Regions from separate parts of the Sus scrofa genome. Here all the other regions are linked to region 1. A link is a contact called in public HiChIP or PLAC-seq data. All regions are on one chromosome and are shown on one strand. The core of a region is the stretch at or near the end of the contact, and the rest is flanking DNA. Distances in the headings are between cores, read along the strand shown.

The links. HiChIP or PLAC-seq counts read pairs in DNA pulled down with a chosen protein or histone mark.
Region 2: an H3K27ac HiChIP or PLAC-seq map of alveolar macrophages shows a contact between it and region 1. The contact joins the promoter of MARCKS here to the enhancer-like site in region 1. A contact is called at or near these places in 1 of 5 promoter capture datasets (fetal liver), 4 of 47 Hi-C or Micro-C datasets (embryonic fibroblasts, fetal liver and fibroblasts) and 2 of 2 datasets of contacts at active chromatin or transcription factors (alveolar macrophages and skeletal muscle).
Region 3: a contact with region 1 is called in an H3K27ac HiChIP or PLAC-seq map of alveolar macrophages. The contact joins two enhancer-like sites. A contact is called at or near these places in 2 of 47 Hi-C or Micro-C datasets (both in liver) and 1 of 2 datasets of contacts at active chromatin or transcription factors (alveolar macrophages).

What each region holds. Positions count from the first base shown.
Region 1 is chr1:79,581,732-79,586,363 of Sscrofa11.1, forward strand. No RefSeq gene overlaps it. Among named protein-coding and RNA genes, the nearest start is that of MARCKS, 210 kb to the right of the region's middle. Within about 2 kb of position 2,355, at least 19 of the 83 cell types and tissues checked have an H3K27ac peak or open chromatin away from gene starts, as enhancers often do. A contact at or near this core is called in alveolar macrophages and fetal liver, where this site is marked.
Region 2 is chr1:79,787,834-79,792,465 of Sscrofa11.1, forward strand. MARCKS (myristoylated alanine-rich C-kinase substrate) reads left to right here and starts at 1,963. Exons shown (of 2, transcript XM_021091501.1): 1 at 1,963-2,492; 2 at 4,287-4,632. The coding sequence starts at 2,391.
Region 3 is chr1:79,412,683-79,417,314 of Sscrofa11.1, forward strand. No RefSeq gene overlaps it. Among named protein-coding and RNA genes, the nearest start is that of MARCKS, 370 kb to the right of the region's middle. Within about 2 kb of position 1,794, at least 6 of the 83 cell types and tissues checked have an H3K27ac peak or open chromatin away from gene starts, as enhancers often do. A contact at or near this core is called in alveolar macrophages, where this site is marked.

The DNA of each region.
Region 1 (4,632 bases), core at 1,105-3,604:
CCCAAGGGTTTGGGAGAAATGTCATTTTTAGTTTTCTGCCCTCTAAAATTCAGTAAGAAAAGCTAAAAATGGCTGATGCTGGTATTAAATGAATCAGTCTTTAATATCAGTCACCCTGCTCTTTGGGGAATTCTTTTCCAAAGTATCATAGGTCATATGGCAAAAAGTCCCTCAGTTTTTTTTAACTTGGCAAAATCAATCTATCGTATGAGTATTCAAGAAAAAGTAATTAACCTTTTTGCCAGCAAGTCCCCTATATGAGTCAGCTAATTATCTCAACTCATGTGCCAATTTTCCTGTGGATTCCTCCATCAAAAAAAAAATAAAATTTTCTTCATGGAATAGATAACTCTTTCAGGACATCCAAGAAAGGTCTCTACCATAGGATTAAGCAGAGATTTTCCACACCTTTAGAAGGACACTGGTAATATATTTATAAGGATATATATTGATAATATATGTAAAAGGCCTGGCCTCTGAGTCTCAACAAGAACAAGAATATTAATGGTAGTGATTTTTTTTTTCATTTTTTTCACTGTTTTTTTTTTTCCATACAAACCATCAACAAAACGCAGTTAATCAGAGAGAGAATTTTTTTTTCAGTCTTTTTAGGGCCACCCCCAAGGCATATGGAAGTTTCACAGGCTAGGGGTCTAATCAGAGCTGTAGCTGCTGGCCTACGCCACAGCAATGCCAGATCTGAGCCATGTCTGCAACCTACACCACAGCTCAAGGCAATGCCAGATCTTTAACCCACTGAACAAGGCCTGAGATAGAACCTGCATCCTCATGGATGCTAGTCAGCTTTGTTTCCACTAAGCCACAATGGGAAATCCAGTACAAATGTTTTCTTAGGTCAGTCTCCCAAGGCAACAGAAGAAAAAGCAAAAATAAACCAATTAGACCTAATCACACTGAAAAGCTTTTGCAGAGCAAAGGAAACCATAAGAAAAACAAAAAGACAGCCTATGGAATGGGAGAAAATACTTTCAAATGATGCAACTGACAAGAGCTTAATCTATAAATATATGAACAACTCATACAACTCAACAGCAAAAAAAATCAACAACCCAATTGAAAAATAGGCAAAAGACCTGAAGAGACCTTTTTCCAAAGAAGATATACAGGTGGCCAACAAGCCCTTGAAAAAATGCTCAACATCACTGATTATTAAAGAAATGCAAATCAAAACTACAATGAGGTACCATCTCACACCAGTCAGAATGGCCATCATTAACAAGTCAACAAATAGCAAATGCTGGAGAGGGTGTGGAGAAAAGGAAGCCCTCCTACACTGTTGGTGGGAATGTAAATTGGTACAACCATTATGGAAACCAATACAGAGGTTCCTCAGAAAACTAAATATAGAGCTACCCTACAACCCAGCAATCCCACTCTTGGACATATATCTGGACAAAACTTTCCTTGAAAAAGACACATGCACCTGCATGTTCATTGCAGCACTATTCACAATAGCCAAAACATGGAAACAATCTAAATGTCAACCAACACATAAATGGATTAAGAAGATGTGGTATATGTATACAATGGAATACTACTCAGCCATAAAAAGAACAAAATAATCCCATTTGCAGCAACGTGGATGGAACTAGAGACTCTCATATAAGTCAGAAAGAGAAACACAAATACCATATGATAGCATTTATACCTGGAATCTAATACGCAGCACAAATGAAACTTTCCACAGAAAAGAAACTCATGGACTTGGATTTGTGGTGGCCAAAGAGGAGGAGGAGCAAGTGGGATGGACTGGGAGTTTGGAGTTAATGCACACTATTGCATTTGGAGTGGAGAAGCAATGAGATCCTGCTGTAGAGCAAAAGGAACTATATCTAGTCACTTATGATGGGACATGATAGAGGATAATGTGAGAAAAAGAATCTATGTATATATGTATAACTGGGTCACTTTGCTAAATAGTAGAAATTGACAGAACACTAAATCAACTATAATGGAAAAAATTAAAATCATAAAATTAAAAAAAATTTTTTCCAGAAATTGTTAGGACAAGTTTTATTTATCCAGTATTATACTGCTATTTCTCCCTGAGAGTGTGAGGATGAGGACCCTGTCAGGCCCTGGGAAAGTCAGTTTTCTGACAAAGCTGAGTTTGTTCTCTGTCCCTACACATGTGCCTATTCATATAACCAATGTCTAGCTTTTCTTATCTTCCCCACCTTAAAGAGGTTCAGTGTCTATTTGTTACACAAAGTACATTTTAACCATCTTCTTTGCCTTATTAATACTCCCTGGCCCCAACTTCCTCTCACTTCAGAACCACCCATGATGAGGAAGGGTAAACAATGAGAATGACAAGCAGTTGTGATCTCTGAAAACAAAACAGAAAGCCCCATTTGCTTTACCTCATGTCGTAATTTCCCAAACATGTTCCTCTTGGCCAGCGTTAAGCCAGGCATTTTCTCCCTTGGAGGCTGAGCAATTTCTTACAAAACCACACTCTGTGGGTTTTCCCAGGTGTCTGTTATTTCCTGAGCAGTACATAATATCAGCCTCTTAATTTTTATAGTGCTGAAAGTTTGCAAAGTGCCTTCAGAAAGTCCTATCTCAACTCATTTGATCCTCAGAACAGCTCAATAGAGGTCAGGGCAACTATCATGATTTCCAGTTTATAAGTAACAGAAACTTCCATTTCTAGAGTTACATGACTGGCCTAACCTATGGTAAACCTTGACCTTGACCCTGAGATTCGAATCCAAGTCTTTTGACTTGATAAAGCAGGCAGTCTTTCACCAGGACTCCTGTTCTCTTACAGACATATCAGGGAACAGATGGAAATAAACAGCAGAGAGGCAGTGGCTTCCTTCTGCTCTTTAGTCTTGCCCACCCAAATCCTCTGCCACACTTGTAAAATGCACACGTGCCCACAGCTGACACAGTCAACTACATGTTCCCAAGCATAAATCTGGATCCTGCCTACCTCAGAAGCCTTCCCTTTATCCTCCACAAACACCCCACTTCTTGTAGTCTGTTCTTCATAGTTTCTAGCTCTGCCTAGACCTGCCTCTGCCTGCCTTTTCTGAGTAAGTTGTATTTGTCCTTAGAGACTCTGCTCGACCTTTGCCCAGGCTGGTCAAGATAGTCCTCTTCTGTGTCCAGCCTATTCCTCTCTTTATCACATTAATAAAATGTATGCTAATTTGTACATAACCCTCTCTAGGGTGTGAGTCCTTTGTGTTGTCTCATTTGCCTTGTGTCCTCTGTATTTAACACCGTGCTGGGAATTTCATCACTGAAAGATTCATAGAATTGGGATTTTTTTTTTTAAAGGAATGGTTTTATTAGCTAGGAAAAAAAGGTGAGCCTCTCAAGGTCTAGCTTCCCTATCTAAACTGACTTTGAGGGAATTAAGAGTTCAGGAGTAGAAGGAATGAACTGGGCAGGAGATGGGAGTGGACAGCAGAGAGAATAAGGCCTGTAAACTTTGGAAAGTCCTGCTGAGGATCCTGGGATTTGAGGTCCACCTTTGGGGACTTCAGTGGTGTGGAGGTGTCCCTTTCAACTCTCCCTTCCAGACCTGCCACAGGGATGGCTGACTGACAGCCTCCAACTGTCACACCTTTGGATCCAGATCACACTTCCCACGGTCTGCTCCCAGCCAATGACAGAGCCTGGTGGACGCAGTGGGCCCAGGCCACTTCTGCTAGACACAAGACTCCTCTCATGGGAAACTTGCTCAGGGAGCTCAGGGGTCCCCCACCCCCCGGCCTTGCTGAGACTTTCTCAGAACTACACTGTGGTCTGAGGCTTCTTTCAACCCAGTTCCCCTACCCCCCGACTCTCTCTTCACATATTTGCATCAAGGTATGGAAGCTCTTGGCCTACTCATGTTCCCTTCCTTTTTTCCTTCACAAAAGTGTTTCTCCGCCAAAATCTCTCATCCATCTAATCCCACCTTGACATCTGTTTTCAGAAGACCCAAACTGACAGAAATACTTAAAGATTTAAGTCTAAAATTTGAATTTTGAGGAGTTCCCATCGTGGCTCAGTGGTTAACAAATCCAATTAGGAACCATGAGGTTGTGGGTTCGATCCCTGGCCTTGCTCAGGAGGTTAAGGATCCAGCGTTGTCATGAGCTGTGGTGTAGGTCACAGACGTGGCTCGGATCCCGCGTTGCTATGGCTCTGGTGTAGGCCGGTGGCTACAGCTCCGATTCGACCCCTAGCCTGGGAACCTCCATGTGCCATGGGAGTGGCCCAAGAAATGGAAAAAAAATACATAAATAAAATAAAATAAAATTTGAATTTTGAAAATGCTGCTCTGGGAGTTTCCATTGTTGCTCAGCAGTAATGAACCCAACTAGTATCCATGAGGATGCCAGTTTGATCCCTGGCCTCACTCAGTGGGTTAAGGATCTGGCATTGCTGAGGCTCTGGCATAGGTTGGCAGCTGCAGTTCCAATTCAACCCCTATCCTGGGAACCTCCATATGCTGCAGGCGTGGCCCCAAAAAGCAAAAATATCAAAATAAAATGCTACTCTAAATCTGCAGACCATGCCCAAAGTTGAACAATGCCCTAACTTAGTCTAAAGCTAAATAGGAGTTTAGAACCAGAGCTCAAAAGACCACAAGACAAGACAAATGGGTTCTGC
Region 2 (4,632 bases), core at 713-3,212, 210 kb after region 1:
AGAAGCAATAAAAGCAGCCCCCAAATGGAGGGCTAAGAACCCGTCTGGAGAAAATTTGAAAACGAGCTAGCAGTCACCCCAAATTTAACCGGGAGGGGGATGTAGACGAAGGGACTTGGTTCACTTTTGGGGGGCGGGGGCGGTAATCAACAGCCTAAAAGTCTTCTGAGAATCGCCTGGATGGTGGCTTTGGATCAGCCCAGTTGGCTTTTCAAGTTGGAACTCCGCTAATACAAGGGATTCGCATCCAACGCGGCGACTGGGGTCTTGGGCCAGGCCAGCGGGCTCCCTTAAGGGTGATAACACGTTTGGCAAGATACACTTTTACGGAAACATCTTAACATCAGTTCTGGGGGATATGACTTCATGATTGAATGATGCATCTGAATAAGTGGACAGTGAGAAGACGAGGCTTCATGAAAAGATATGCAGCTTGATTTTCAAAGCAATAGTTGAACAAAGAGTTATTGGCTTGAACTAACCGTCTTTTTCACTCAGTGTGACCCATTTCCCTACAATGAGCTGAAAAATAAAACTGTTTTAGAATTCAGAGCCAGCACCAGGAGAAATGAACCATTACTTCGACTGCTTCTCACCTCCATAAGCAGAAGATAATTCATTTCAGGATCACTAAAGGTAGCCTGATTTGGACACAAGTGAAAACTTTGGGAGCAGAAATGTAGGTGATAGGAGAATGCTTATAAGTGTGTATCCTTGATTTTTAGCCCCACCCTCTCACCTTCTATTCTTTAAATCAGTGCTCTGTCTTTCACGCACAAACAGCTTCTGATACTTCGGTGGCAAGGGTTACAGATGGAGGTACCCTGGGTTCCTTAATAGAAGCTTCCTTTCTAACTCAAGTTAGGCTTGAAGCGTTCAGGGTTCTTCTTGCTATCTCTCAATGTGTAATTTCTCCTTAGAACTGTAATAGTCAATCCGGTTGTTCAGAGTTTCATCACTGCTGTCTCCCTGCCTTCCAGGAGCCCACTGGCTTGCATGCACACTTACGCACGTTCAGAAAAAAAAGAGTCCATCCCATCCTGGCAGTAGGCTGAAAAAAATTCATATCGACGCGAATTGCCTCTTAACTGTAAATATAGATTCGTACACTCTATGCTGTAGGATCTCATTTCACCCTAGAGAAAATTGTCATTTCACACAGCGATAAAATGTAAACCTTTTCGATCTTTTGTACATGGCCCTCACTTAATTTTGTTGGGGGGAGGGGGGAATCATTAATTGGATTGGGGCGGGGGAGAAGGTTGATGAGCGCCGTAGGCCAATCTTGAAATATTTTATTTCATGCCAATGTGGGATAGGGAAGGGAGTGTGGCTTCGGCTGCTTGCTGCTTTTGCATTTTCCACATCTGGCCTACAGACCTAATTCTAACTCGCGATCTCGTTTGATGAAATTCGATCTTCTTGGTTTAAATACCTTTCAATTTCGGGCGATTTCGCATTTGCAACCGTTAAAAAAAAAATGCTGTTGAGTATCTGTGAAGTCAATATGGAACACAGAGAAAGAAAACATGCTGCACACAAACCCCAACCATTGTCTTAAAAACTCGCATAGACACACATACACATAAACACACGGAAAGATGGGGGAGGGGAGAGGGTGGAAGGAGACAGACGCAGATACAGACAGAGGAGAGTCAAAGCAAGTCAAGTTAACGTTTTCTCCGCCCCCATCCACAAGTACTCCCCCTCCCGCGTTAATTAATTACAAACAAAGCAAACCAATCAAGTAATGCATTATTATTTTTAAGCCGAGGGAGGCGAGAGGCATGTATTTTTTAATTGATTTATTTATTTGGAGGACATTAATTCTCGGTATGAGGCTGATTTTCAAACCGTTTGCAAAGCGCGGCTCCATTGTTCGAGGCGAGCGCAGGCCCCGCCCCCTGCTTTGTGTGCAACGCGCGGATTGGCCGGCGTGCGCGGGGGCCGCGTCAGCGCCCGTGAGCCCATTCATCTGTGCACTTGGGCGTTGGACTCCGCATCTTATTAGCAACCAGGGAGATTTCTCCATTTTCCTCTTGTCTACAGTGCGGCTACAAATCTGGGATTTTTTTTATTACTTCTTTTTTTTTTAAACTACACTTGGGCTCCTTTTTTTGTGCTCGACTTTTCCACCCTTTTTCCCTCCCTCCTGCGCTGCTGCTTTTTGATCTCTTCGACTAAAATTTTTTTATCCGGAGTGTATTTAATCGACTCTGTTCTGTCCTCTTCACCACCCCCACTCCCCCCTCCCTCCGGTGTGTGTGTGCTGCTGCTGCCGCTGCCGCCGCCGCTGCTGCCGCTGCTGCTGCTCGCCCCGTCGTTACACCAACCCGAAGCTCTTTGTTCCCCCCTTGGATCTGTTGAGTTTCTTTGTTGAAGAAGCCAGCATGGGTGCCCAGTTCTCCAAGACCGCTTCGAAGGGAGAAGCCGCTGGGGAGAGGCCCGGGGAGGCGGCTGTGGCCTCGTCGCCTTCCAAAGCGAATGGGCAGGTAATTTCTACCTGTGGTTCTGGTCATTTCTTTGGTATCTTTCTCTAGTCCCTACGCTTCCCCTTCCTTCCTGGTCGTGCCTGAGGCGCATTAGGCGGAAAGGAGAGAGCCAGATTCCAATATGAAAGTTGAATGGAAAGCGATAGCCTAAATTGTAAATTTCTCATAGGTGGTGTCTCCCCCTGCCCCAAAGTGGTGGTTCCCAGAAAATCCTGGCGAATTCTCGTGTAGACGGGAGGAAAGAAGTGATAAATTGTCTAAAATGGCGTGTTTGGAGCTTGGCAGAACGTGACTAGCTAGGTGCTACCCCACACCCCCACCCCCAGGCAGGTTGCATTTCTGTTGGGTGGGCACAAAGGTGTTTGGGTGTCTCGTGTTTGTTGTCGAGACTGAGTCGCCTTCAGGATATCTGAACTGGTGTGGTTGTGTAAGTGGGTAGGGAAGTGGGGGGGCGCAATAGGGATGGCGGTGGAGAAAGCCTAGGAGGGAAGGGCTGTCTCATTGTATGCCGAGGCGGCGTGCCCTGGGTTCTTGGAAAGGTGACTGGCCGGTTGGCTGGCTGGAGGTGAACAGAAGGGTTTCACTACCTTTTGATGGGCTTTCCTACTGTTCTAAATCCCTGTTCGTAGCTGTCTAATTACACACACATCTGACTTTTAAGTGGATGGGAAGACTGGGTCCTTGAAGAACCTGTCCAGATGGTCAACAAGAGGCAATTCGTGTGTTTCAGTCAGGGCTATTGGTGTGCGTGGCGCCTGGACCACTGCAGGGGCTGCCCCGGCGCTGCCCAAACCTAGGCGGATGGCCACGGTTGGGTGGGCGCGAGAGGTCGGCCAAGGGTGGTTGCTTCACAAACACCGGGCACGCACCACGCCTCTTTTCCTAGAGCAGAGGCCGTGTTGCTTCGCTTGCCCTAACCTAATGGGGAAGGCGAGCTCTGCCAAGAGGCTCTGAACCCGTTAAAAATGCAAAATGAACAGCTGGGGCGCGCCACGGCTTCGCAAAATCCCGGGCGAAGGTGGGCGTGGAAGAAAGGCAAGACCTACGAAATAATGGGTTTCTCTCTGCCTTGTTTGTATCCCAACCAGGATGCCACCTGAGCTTTGTTTGCGGACTCTGGGCTGCGCGATCCCGGCTCGGGGGCGCCTCGGCCAGCGGGCAGGGCCCGACCCGGCAGGGCGGGGTGGCCGGCGGCCCCGCCCCTCGGCGCCCTCCTGCGCCTAGCTCTGAGCGGTGGAGGCGCAGCGCCCCCTGTCGACCCCAGGCCTTAGGCGGGCGAAGGGCGTTTGCGCGGGCAGCCTAGGCGCTTCTCGCAGAAACGCTGGGCTGCCCCCTGGGAGTTCTTGGTGCTTTGAAGCTGTCTTTAGAGTTTAGAGGGAAAGAGGGATGTGCAGTCTAGGCGCAGATCACCACCAGCTCTGGCTTCTGTGCCTTCTTCCAAAGGGCGTTTGGTGTATCATATTACATGGCTCCTTTATTCCAAAGCTCGTGAAGGAATGCTGGAATGGTTTACCCGTTGCTCTCCACGTTTTGGACTCGGGCCCTTTTTAGTCTTCTGGGCATTTTTTGAGTCGTCTAGGTTCCCGCTGTACCTTTAGGCACTTGAAATGGCACTGCCCCTACTTCCTCCAGGAACCCTAGTCTGGGCATCCGATCCCGCGTCCCCGTAAGGGAGAGGGCCTCCAAAGCTAGTCAGGCCCGTGAGAACACTGGTCCCTCCAGCTCCAGGGGCGGGGTCGGTAATGACGGCGCCCCGGCCACTTCAAGTGACGCTCCCGCTTTCTCTGCCCGCAGGAGAATGGCCACGTGAAAGTAAACGGCGACGCGTCTCCTGCGGCCGCCGAGCCCGGCGCCAAGGAGGAGCTGCAGGCCAACGGCAGCGCCCCGGCCGCTGACAAGGAGGAGCCCGCACCCGCCGGGAGCGGGGCGGCGTCGCCTGTCGGGGCCGAGAAAGATGAGGCGGCCGCCACCGCCCCCGAAGCTGGGGCCACCTCCGCGGAGAAAGAGGCCCCCGCGGAGGGCGAGGCCGCGGAGCCCGGTTCCCCCACGGCTGCGGAGGGGGAGGCCGCCTCGGCCGCCTCCTCGACGTCTTCGCCTAAGGCCGAGGACGGGGCCACGCCCTCACCCAGCAACGAGACCC
Region 3 (4,632 bases), core at 544-3,043, 170 kb before region 1:
TAACTCCTACCTATACTCAATACTGCACCCACAGGCATTTTTTAAAAAATGCAAATCAGCCCATGTCACTCCTCTACTAGAGTGGAATGGAATAGAATAATAAAATAAATAGTATATTAGAAATAAAATAAACCTCACCTGCTCTCCATTTCACAGAATAGAACACAAAAGTGCTCACAGGTGGCAAATGGAATGTGATCAAACCCCTGTGATCCTTCAGACTTGATTTTTCCATTGTTAGCTCTGTGGTAGCTATGCTGGCCTCCTTGCTGTTCCTGGAATATTGCTACACTCCACTTTTGCTCTCGGCATTTGTTATTCTGAAAGCCTAAAACACCCTATCTCCAGGTGTTCCCAGGCCACCTGACTAACTCCCTCACTACTAATTCTTTGCTCAGTTGTTACTTCCTTAGTGAGTTTTGTTTTAAATTGCAATCCTCCTACCCACGGCATCTCTAGTACCCCCTACTCTGATTTTTTGTTGTTTGTGGTGGTGGTGGTGTGGTGTTTTTAACATAAAGCTTATCACCTTCTAATCCACAGAATAATTTACATGTGTAGTTTTTCATTTTTTTTTAATGGCCACACCCATGGCATATGGAGTTCCTGTGCCAGGGACTGAATCCAGGCCACAGCTGTGACCTGAGCTGCAGCTATGGCAACGCTGGGTCCTTTTAGCCATTGCACTGTGCTGGGTATCAAACCCAAATTGCTGCAGCAACCCACGCTACTGACGTTGGATTTATTAACCCACTGCACCACAGTGGGAAATCCTCATGTTCATTTGTTTTTCTTTTTTTAAAAAAAAAATTATTTCTCTGGAGTTCCTGTTGTGGTGCAGTGGAAATGAATCCAACTAGGAACCATGAGGCTTCAGCTTCGATCCCTGCCCTCATTCAGTGAGTTAAGGATCCAGCATGCTGTGAGCTGTTGTGTGGGTCACAGATGTGGCTCAGATCTGATGTTGCTGTGGCTGTGGTGTAGGCTGGCAGCTGTAGCTCCAGTTAGACCCCTAGCCTGGGAATCTTCATATGCTGAGAGTGTGGCCCTAAAAAGCAAAAGAAAAAAAAAAAAAAAAACTCTCTTTGCACAAAAAGTTAAACTCTACAAAAGCAAGAATCTTTGATATTCCGGGGGCTTAGACCAATGTTTTAACAGTTATGAAAAATACTTTCCTCCGTGCTTAATGTAATGGATATCAGGGCAGGGCTACTGATAACTGAGCAATTGGTTTGGGTGAAGGATAAACATAACAACCGGGGGTAACTCTTTATGCCTTTTCTAATAAATAGCTTTTCAGAAGGTAAAATAGAAATGAGTATTACAATGAAATGGTAGAGCAGCTACAAAGTGACAGAACCCAGTATTTCAGCAGAATCTCTCTGATCTGCAAGTAAACAAAAACCCAATTGAATCAGCTTAAGCCAAAAGTCCATTTATCAACTGTATAAGTGAAAACTTCAGGAGCAGATGTGGAAACAGCGTGACTGGATCCAGGTACTCTAGCTGAGCCACCAGGGATCAGTCACACTTCTCCACATGACTTTTTCTTCTATGTCGGCTTCATTCTGAGGCAGGCTGTCCCCAACAGCTGGAGAATCTGGCTGCCAGCAGCAGCAGCTGACACCCTGCCCATGAGGACCCTGGAAGGGAAAGTAGTTCTTTCCCAGTGGTTCCAACAGAGTTCCCTGATTGATTCTCCCTGGCCTGGCTGAGCCCCTGCCCTCCTCAAACCAGACACTCATCTTCAATTGTCCCAGCTTGGGTGCTTCCCTGGTCCTAAGACCAGGGACTGGGGTGAGCCCATTCCAACCAGAGAGAGTGAAGTGAGAGCTTTTGCAAGGACGAGCCAAGGGCTTTGACCAAAAGAAGGAAGAAGGGTCACGGGGCTGGCCCTTATGAAATACCTGGGGTTCAGAGGAAGGTTAACAGCAAGTCTAAGTAAAGTGATAGGAAATGAGGCTGGAAAATTAGGTTGAAGTCTCAGCATGGAGAGAGTTTTTTTTAATTCCTAATGAGGAAAGTACTGAATGAGGTCTCAGGAGACCTGAGTTATATTCTCAAATCTTTCCAGAACTATCTATGTGACCTTGCTATGTAACTTAATATCTATATACATGTGCCCTCAACTGTGGAATGATAAATTACGCTAAAATAATCTCCATCTTTCCCATCAACTCTGTCTGCTGACAGTTCCAATGGGACAAACTAGACATTGCAGCCAGCTAAGGTCTATGTACCACAGACCTACCTCGCATCACATGAGGGAAGGAAGAGGGAAGTACCTGCTCCCTTCTCTCCCACCACAGGCTAGGGACACACTTTCGAACTCATACCCAGGACAGGGGCATTCTGACAGATGTCAAATTTAAATCCAGGCAGAGAGAACTGGGTTTTGCCAGGGCTTCCCAAACCTGACTATGAGTCAGCATTACCTGAAGAGCTCATAAAAAATATTGATGCCTGGGCCCACCCTTACAGTACTGAATTAGACTCCTAAATTTGCATTTTTGGAATTTCCCTTGTTTTGACTTCCTCCTACTCTCCAGCCTTGGATGTGGCAGTGTGCTTGAGGTCACTATTACTTAATGCTAAAAAATAATCTTATGTATCTGCACACAAAGACAGATCTTGTTTTGGGAACATGTACCCAAAAAAACAGTCTGTGATGCTTGACGATAAAATGGGAGGAAAAGGAAACACCAAGTTCACTAATCCATTTGAGTGTTTTATGCAGAAGAGACGCTTCTCTTTTGACAGGAATTGTGGTTTTCATAATATATACAAGACATAGGCTTTTTATTCTGCCAGTTTTAGAGAACTAGTCATAACTTTGCAATTTTCACATAATGTCCAAGTCACAATAAGAATGAAAGCAACTTCACATTCTTTAGTCATTGATTTTTTTCAACTCATCTCCAGAATTTTTTTAAAAAGTGATGATGTTAAGTAACTCTACATCAATCATACCTAGTACATCCACTCCTTTTGTGATGAATTTTTGACTACATTGGATTTGATCAAGTTCTTAAGTTTTTGCATCTATCAATCAGCTCATCTTAATTTTTCTCAAAATATTTTTGATTCATTGAGCCAATATTTTGGTTTTTAAAAGATTATCCATTCAGATGTGATCAAACCAGCCACACAAAAAGCCTGACTCCCAAGGAAATGACATCTCAGTGCAGATATGTTTGCCTTGAATAGGTTGTTCACACAGACCAAGAAGCTGGAATGACAGAATGCACTCTGAGTTTGTCAGCAAACAATTAACTTCGGCGTGATGCATGTTCCTGGACCATAGGAAGGGAGTTCTGAGAAAGCTGAAGTGACATGTAAATACAATACTTCCTTCCCACTAACATAAGAAAATAAGCAGGCACACACACACACATATACACATATACACACAAAGTGCATTTAGGACCCATATGTGACACATCCTGAGAGGAGTTCAAGCAAATGGCTCAGTACAATGGGAACAATGCAAACATCAATACACTCCAACTTTTCTATAGGAGCAAAGCTTGAAGAAATATATTCTCCCTTTACACTGAAGAATAAAGGACTCTTTAATAGGGTGCTCTCCTTGCCAGGGAATTGTTTTTTCTTTTGCTTTTTAGGGTGGCACCTGTGGCATATGGAAGTTCCCAGGCTAGGGGCTGAATCAGAGCTACAGCTGCCAGCCTACGTCACACCCATAGCAATGCAGGATCCAAGCTGCATCTTTGACCTACACCACAGCTCACAGCAACACCATATCCTTAACTCACTGAGCAAGGCCAAGGAGAAAACCTGCATCCTCATGGATACTAGTTGGGTTCTTAAACCACTAAGCCACAACAGGAGCTCCTGCCAGGGCTATTTTTGAAATGGAAAGAATTGATATCTCAAGTCATCAAATTGTTCATTCATCAATGTATGAAATATTTATTTAGCCCCTTCTCTGTCTAGACAGGATGCCAGGGAGATTTTTAGTATCTTCCACATAAACTAAGATTGACACTACTCTAGTTTTTGAGTAGTTTTCCTGAGACCATGAAGCTACCACAGCCCTCCACATTAAAGAAGGCCTCAGACCATCAAACTTATCAGGACCCAGAGAAGATATACATCTCCTACCTGCATTCACAGGGCACCCCCTCTATGGCCCATCCTGCCCTCATTCCCTATTCATGGAAAGGCACATAAGACTCAGACCCCAACTCCAAGAACTCATCCAAAGTGAAGTAGAGAGATGTGTAAGAAATCCTAAGCTTGTGGCAAAAGCAACAATAATTGCAAGTGAAGTGTGTGAAGGCACCAAGGAGGGTAGCCAGCTCCATCCCTCAAGGCATCAAGGGCACTAAAAGGGATGGGAAGAGGAGGGAAGAAAGAGCGCAAGCAGAGGGAGATGCTGGAACTGGTGCAACCCCCAGCATGGCCAGGTTGGTGGAGTGGCTCCCATGGCTTAAGAGAAAATGAATATGAGGAAAGGGGTAAAGAGGGTGAAGCAGAACATTAGAGAGAAGCACGTGGTAAAAAACAAGGCTGGGCCAGCTAAGGAAGGGTTTCATTTGCTTGAGGAAGGCTTTTTCACTTGCCAGTTGAAAGCTAGAGTGGTCCAGTGGGACAGCCTTTAGAAACAACCCT